Linked DNA regions of Sus scrofa: region 2 is linked to region 1. A link is a contact called in public HiChIP or PLAC-seq data. All regions are on one chromosome and are shown on one strand. Each heading gives the region's core, a stretch centred on a gene start, on an enhancer-like site or on the middle of the called end of the contact. The rest is flanking DNA. Distances are from core to core; before and after follow the strand shown. Region 1 overlaps GIPC2 (PDZ domain-containing protein GIPC2). Region 2 overlaps PIGK (phosphatidylinositol glycan anchor biosynthesis, class K).

Region 1 (2,700 bases), core at 28-2,527:
GGCCCCATGGGAGCAGAGTCAGACCTTGTTCTGAGCAGAGGCAGAATGCCCAGCCTCCCCACTGTCCCCCTGTTAGTTGGGGATCGAAGCTACGTTGCCTGCGCTCCACCTAAAGATGGGGCCTTGGCTGGTATCGGTCCTCTTTCCCTGGGGCGCAGGGTGGGACTGGAGGCTGATGCCCTGCTGCCATCTTCATTTCCCCTTGTCTCTACTGACCTTCACCATGAAGCAGGGACTGGGGGTTGGTCTGTTTCTTGAAAATGCCAATTAGAATAGGGTATAAATGGAATTCCCGTTGTGGCTCAGCAGTCATGCACCTGACTAGTATCCATGAGGATGCAGGTTCCATCCCTGGCCTTGCTCAGTGGTTAAAGATCCGGCATTGCCATGAGCTGTGGTGGAGGTTGCAAGATGCGGCTTGGATCATCTGTGGCTGTGGCTGTGGCTGGCATCTGCTGCTCTGACTCGACCCCTAGCCTGGGAACTACCATATGCTGCAGGTGCGGCCCTAGAAAGACCAAAAAATAAAATAAAATAATAAAATAAAAAGGGTATTAGGAGATGCCCCTGTGGCACACTGGGTTAACGATTTGGTGTTGTTTCTGTGGTGGCTTGGGTTGCTGCTGAGGCGCAGGTTCCATCCCTAGCACTGCCACAGCTGCAACTCGGTTTTGATTCCTGGCCTGGGAACTTCCACATGCTGCTGACATGGCTGAAAAAGAAAGGAAGAAAAGTGCGGGGCGGTATTAAAGAATGATAGAGGTGTATATAAACATTTTGTTTTAAAATACGTATACATTGTTTTAAGACTCTTTGGATGTAAAAGGCTCTTTGGGTAGAAGACACAAACTGGAGTTCTACAAAGTTTTTCTTTCTTTTTTTTTTTTTGTAATCAGAACTTTAATGCATATCTATGGGTTCTGTTTCCTAGCTAAAAGCCAGATTTGAGAAATGCTGGATGTTTAAAGATTTTTCCTAATCTTCCAGCATTATCATGTCCACGCCCCCCTGCTTTTTTTTTTGTTGTTGTTGCAACTCACCCTTATGGAGTCTTTCCAAAGCAGTTAACCTAGTTTTCCTAGCAATAATAACTCCTGTTTCACACTTGTTTCATCAGCTCACGTACTTTTAAATTAAATTATGTAATTAGAGTAACAGATAAAATTGCCACAAAAGGGTTTGGGAACAAATGTGACTGCTTCTTGGTGACGTCTGAGCCAGCTGTGGGAGTGTCCTGTGTCCTGAGGACACAGCAGGGGGGGCCCTGAGTCTACTGAGCCCAGCAAGCTCAGGCCAGTTACCAGTGCCTACCGTGTGAACCATATCCCTCTCATCATTCAGCCCCAGGAGAAGCCTCATGCCAATCCATTCATGAGAAGTGACTGATTTAGGGTTTGGCCTGGTTGGTTAGACAAGCTTTGACAGGCCAGCACCCTAAAAGAAGGCCAGATTCAAAACATTTCAAAACATTGAAAACACACAGAACTTTTTTTCCCCCTGTGGGAAAACAGGACCATCCTGCCTGTTTTCATGTACAAACAGGTTGATTTACTTCCCTGAATCAGGATCGTAGAGAAACATGGCTTCTGCTTCTTCCGCCATTGAAAACTGCCTTTCTTAGAAGCTGGGCCAAGCCAGAACTTAAATTTTAACTTCTGTTCTGGTGCCACCAAGTGGTTAGTTTTGAGATAACACTCTGGAGGAGATGACAAACACATGATTAAAAAACAAACACACAATCAGGGAGTTCCCATTGTGGCGCAGTGGAAACAAGCCTGACTGGTATCCATGAGGACACAGGTTCAATGCCTGGCCTCGATCAGTGGGTTAAGGATCCGGCATTGCCGTGAGCTGTGGTGTAGCTCGCAGAAGCAGATCAGATCCCCTATGGCTATGGCTGTGGTGTAGGCCAGCAGCTGTAGCTCCGATTTGACCACTAGCCTGGGAATTTCCATATGCTGCAAGGGTACAGCCCTGAAAAAGCAAGAACAAAATAAAATCGGGGGATTGGCAGAGCACAGAGAATTTTTAGGGCAACAAAATTACTCTGAAGGATATATGTCATTTTCCAAACCCATCCTGTAAACTATGGACTTTAGGGGATAATGATGTTCCTTGCCTTGCAGGTTCATTGATGATAGTGAAAGTACCTCAGTGGTGGGGGTTTTGATGATGGGGCAGCTAATGCAGATGTGGGGGCAGGAGGTGTGTAGATCTCTGTCTTAATTTTGCTGTGAACTTATAACCGCTTTAAAAAATAAAGCCTATTTTGGAGTTCCTGTCATGGCTCAGTGGTTAACGAATCTGACTAGGAACCCTGAGGTTGTGGGTTCGATCTCTGGCCTTGCTCAGGGGGTTAAGGATCTGGTGTTGCCGTGAGCTGTGGTGTAGGTCGCAGACATGGCTCGGATCCCATGTTGCTGTGGCTCTGGTATAGGCCAGTGGCTACAGCTCCGATTGGACCCCTAGCCTGGGAACCTCCATATGCCATGGGAGTGGCCCTAAAAAAGGCAAAAAGACAAAATAAATAAATAAATAAATAAAATAAAGCCTATCTTAAAACATCTTCCACTCCACATTACATTTTCCCTTTTAGCTACTGGTGTTGCAGGTCAGGGCCAGGTAAGTAGTGACATCATCTAGGGAAGCTGGCCAACTTCTCAAGCCTGGACAGCAACCCCTCCGTGAAGTCCCCATGTT
Region 2 (2,700 bases), core at 58-2,557, 900 kb before region 1:
TCCATTATAGCTGGTTTGCAGTGTTCTGCCAGTTACACATACATGTTACCCAGTTACACATACATGTATAAGGCTTCCTTCCAAATAGAATATTTTCTATTAATCTCTATTAAGTAACAAATGGTTTAAATCAACTATTTAAATTTCCAATTCATTCCCCAATAAAGACTTTATAAACAGAGATGTAGACAGGAAAGCATTTGAAACAGGAATAAGCTTTTTAGCGAACATTCTTCAGAAACCCAGGGACAAACTTACTAATCATAATATATAAAATATATCCTCAAGTTATAGTCTATTTCTAAAAAGTTTCTCTAAATCTTACTTAAACCATTTAAATATATCCTAATGACTTTATAAAGATTCATTTACCAAAATGAAACCTACTGCCAAACCATGCACAGTAATTCCCTGGAAGAGCACATAAAATACAGAAGCAAAGGGAGTTAAAAACTAATCACACATACCCATATGAGGAGAACCAACTGACAGATGATGGTAATTGGCTAATTACAAGAATAGTTACACTTGATAAAGCAAATCATCCTTTCTCAGACTTAATTTAATGTATTTTTTTAAAAATGGTATCACCAAGTTACCTCAATTCCCAATGAAATACAGGAATTAAATTATAGTACCCAGCCTACAGTTGTCAGCTTCTGAGGCTAAAATAAACTATTAACACAGACTGTAACATAACTTTGTTTCCCGAGTCATGCATGGCTTCCTTTCTGCTCCTGCAGCACTTTATACATTGCTCTCCTCACTTTTCATTACAAGTACCTAAATCCTGCAAAAAGGGTACCATTATCACCATGTAATAGCTGAGGAAACAGGCTTAGGATGGCTAAATGACTTAATCAAAATCATCATTAAACCCTGATTTCAAACTCGCATTGTCCGACTGCAAAGCTCTTCTGTACTGCCTCACAGGTAGAGAGGGAGGAAGGGCTACATAAATCAAACCTAAATAACTGGACCAACTGCAGTTTCTTCTGTAATTGCTTTGGAGGTAGCAAAAATAGATGTATCACATCTGACAAACCAAATGTGGAGGACATGTATCTGGGGGTGGAGGTGTGGAGTTCTGCTTAGTACCTGAATTCCCTCATACAGTTAGGAAATAGACCACTTTATAAGTCTCCACAGAAGGCAGAGCCCCCCAGTCTCTATATAGAAACTAACAAGCTATATGGTCCTTCTTCCTATCACCCCTGCAGCATGGACATGGGTGCTTAATCTATGCTCTGCCAACAAGACATTCCCATCAGACTCTAAATTAAGAGCTAGAGACAGTAAGAAGTCGAGATGGCAAAGGTCAGATTTTGGCAGCAGGCAGCAATAGCAACGTTAAGTTTCCAAGGGCAATAGTAGCAGCTATGCAGTAGCCGAATTTAGTCTTCAGCAATTCAAGGCTGCACTACTGTCACCGGACTGGTTTTATGCCACGATTTTAGAAATGTCTTTTCTGTTACTTTGTCTTCTTTGTTCCTGACTCTTTAAAGCTTCAGCCTTCCCAGCAATTTGGTAAGCTAATCAATATGCTTTCAGTAAATACCTTCTTTACTTGAATCAGTTACAATTGCCTTCTGTTGCCTACAATTAAAAACCCAGACTGAGGCATTTAATAATTAAATAAATAATGCTGAACAATTATACTTTATCAAATCTTTTTACCTTAGTATTGACTGCTGTTTCATATACTTTGCCCTCATGTCTTATGCAAAAGTTACTTTATACATGATGGTATATTATTGCTCTAATAATAACAACAAAAACTTCATATTAGGTTTCTTTATGTTTTTCAAAAGCAATACAAAGACACAAATATAATACAATCATCTAAGGGTGATTTTCACTGAGGCTCAGAGTTAAGATTTATTAAGAATTCTTACCTGTCAGGAATACCTAGCCTCTTGACACTTCTATAAACAGAAAGAGTATTTGCAACATGCCGATAATTAAACCAGAACCGGGATGTACACACCTAAAATGTTAAAACAAACATATTGTTTTTAGGAATCAAAATAAGCTATAAAGTTACAGAACTGTCTCTTTTTTAGTAGGATACAGAGACGCCTAAGAAAAAGAAAATATCATAATTCAGGCCTAGACACAACAAAGCACATAAAGAATTGTTAATAAAACCAATCTCTCTAGGGAGAGGGCTTTCACAACTCATCTTAAGTGAAAAAAAAAAAATTCAGCTGAAGAGAAAACAAATCTTTGGGTAATTTAATCAAATACTGAACCAACTTAGTTATTCTCAATTTATGTGTTTCTATAATGTTCCAATTTCTAAAATGTTAAATTCTTCAGAACCAAAGACAGTGCCCATTATCTTTTCACAGAATAGAAAAGAAAATTAGCTACATTGGGTTATATAATATTCCTTTCACTCTGGATTGCTTCCTCCTTTTAGTTGTGAAAAATGTAAGATAGAGACTAAAACATAGCATAGAAAACAGTTTTAAATGCACAAAAGAGAATGCATTATAAAAAAGCTGGGAACTGAGTACAAAACTAGAAATGATTCCAGGAGGCTTATACTTAAATAGAAAAGAAAGAAAGAAAATGAAAAGAAACTGGAGCTCCTGCTGTGGCACAGTGGGTTAAAAATCCAAATGCAACAGCTCAGGTCACTGCTGAGGCACAGGTTTGATCCCTAGCCCAGAGCAGCAGGATAAAGGATCTGGAAGC

What was found. HiChIP or PLAC-seq counts read pairs in DNA pulled down with a chosen protein or histone mark.
Region 2: an H3K27ac HiChIP or PLAC-seq map of skeletal muscle shows a contact between it and region 1, with 5 times the contacts expected there. The contact joins two enhancer-like sites. A contact is called at or near these places in 1 of 47 Hi-C or Micro-C datasets (heart right ventricle) and 1 of 2 datasets of contacts at active chromatin or transcription factors (skeletal muscle).

Annotation. Positions count from the first base shown.
Region 1 is chr6:135,161,433-135,164,132 of Sscrofa11.1, reverse strand. The region is part of intron 3 of GIPC2 (PDZ domain-containing protein GIPC2); the gene reads left to right. Among named protein-coding and RNA genes, the nearest start is that of GIPC2, 55 kb to the left of the region's middle. Within about 2 kb of position 1,277, at least 37 of the 83 cell types and tissues checked have an H3K27ac peak or open chromatin away from gene starts, as enhancers often do. A contact at or near this core is called in skeletal muscle, where this site is marked.
Region 2 is chr6:136,064,693-136,067,392 of Sscrofa11.1, reverse strand. It overlaps PIGK (phosphatidylinositol glycan anchor biosynthesis, class K), which reads right to left. Exons shown (of 11, transcript NM_001032358.1): 3 at 1,896-1,987. Among named protein-coding and RNA genes, the nearest start is that of PIGK, 8.0 kb to the right of the region's middle. Within about 2 kb of position 1,307, at least 1 of the 83 cell types and tissues checked has an H3K27ac peak or open chromatin away from gene starts, as enhancers often do. A contact at or near this core is called in skeletal muscle, where this site is marked.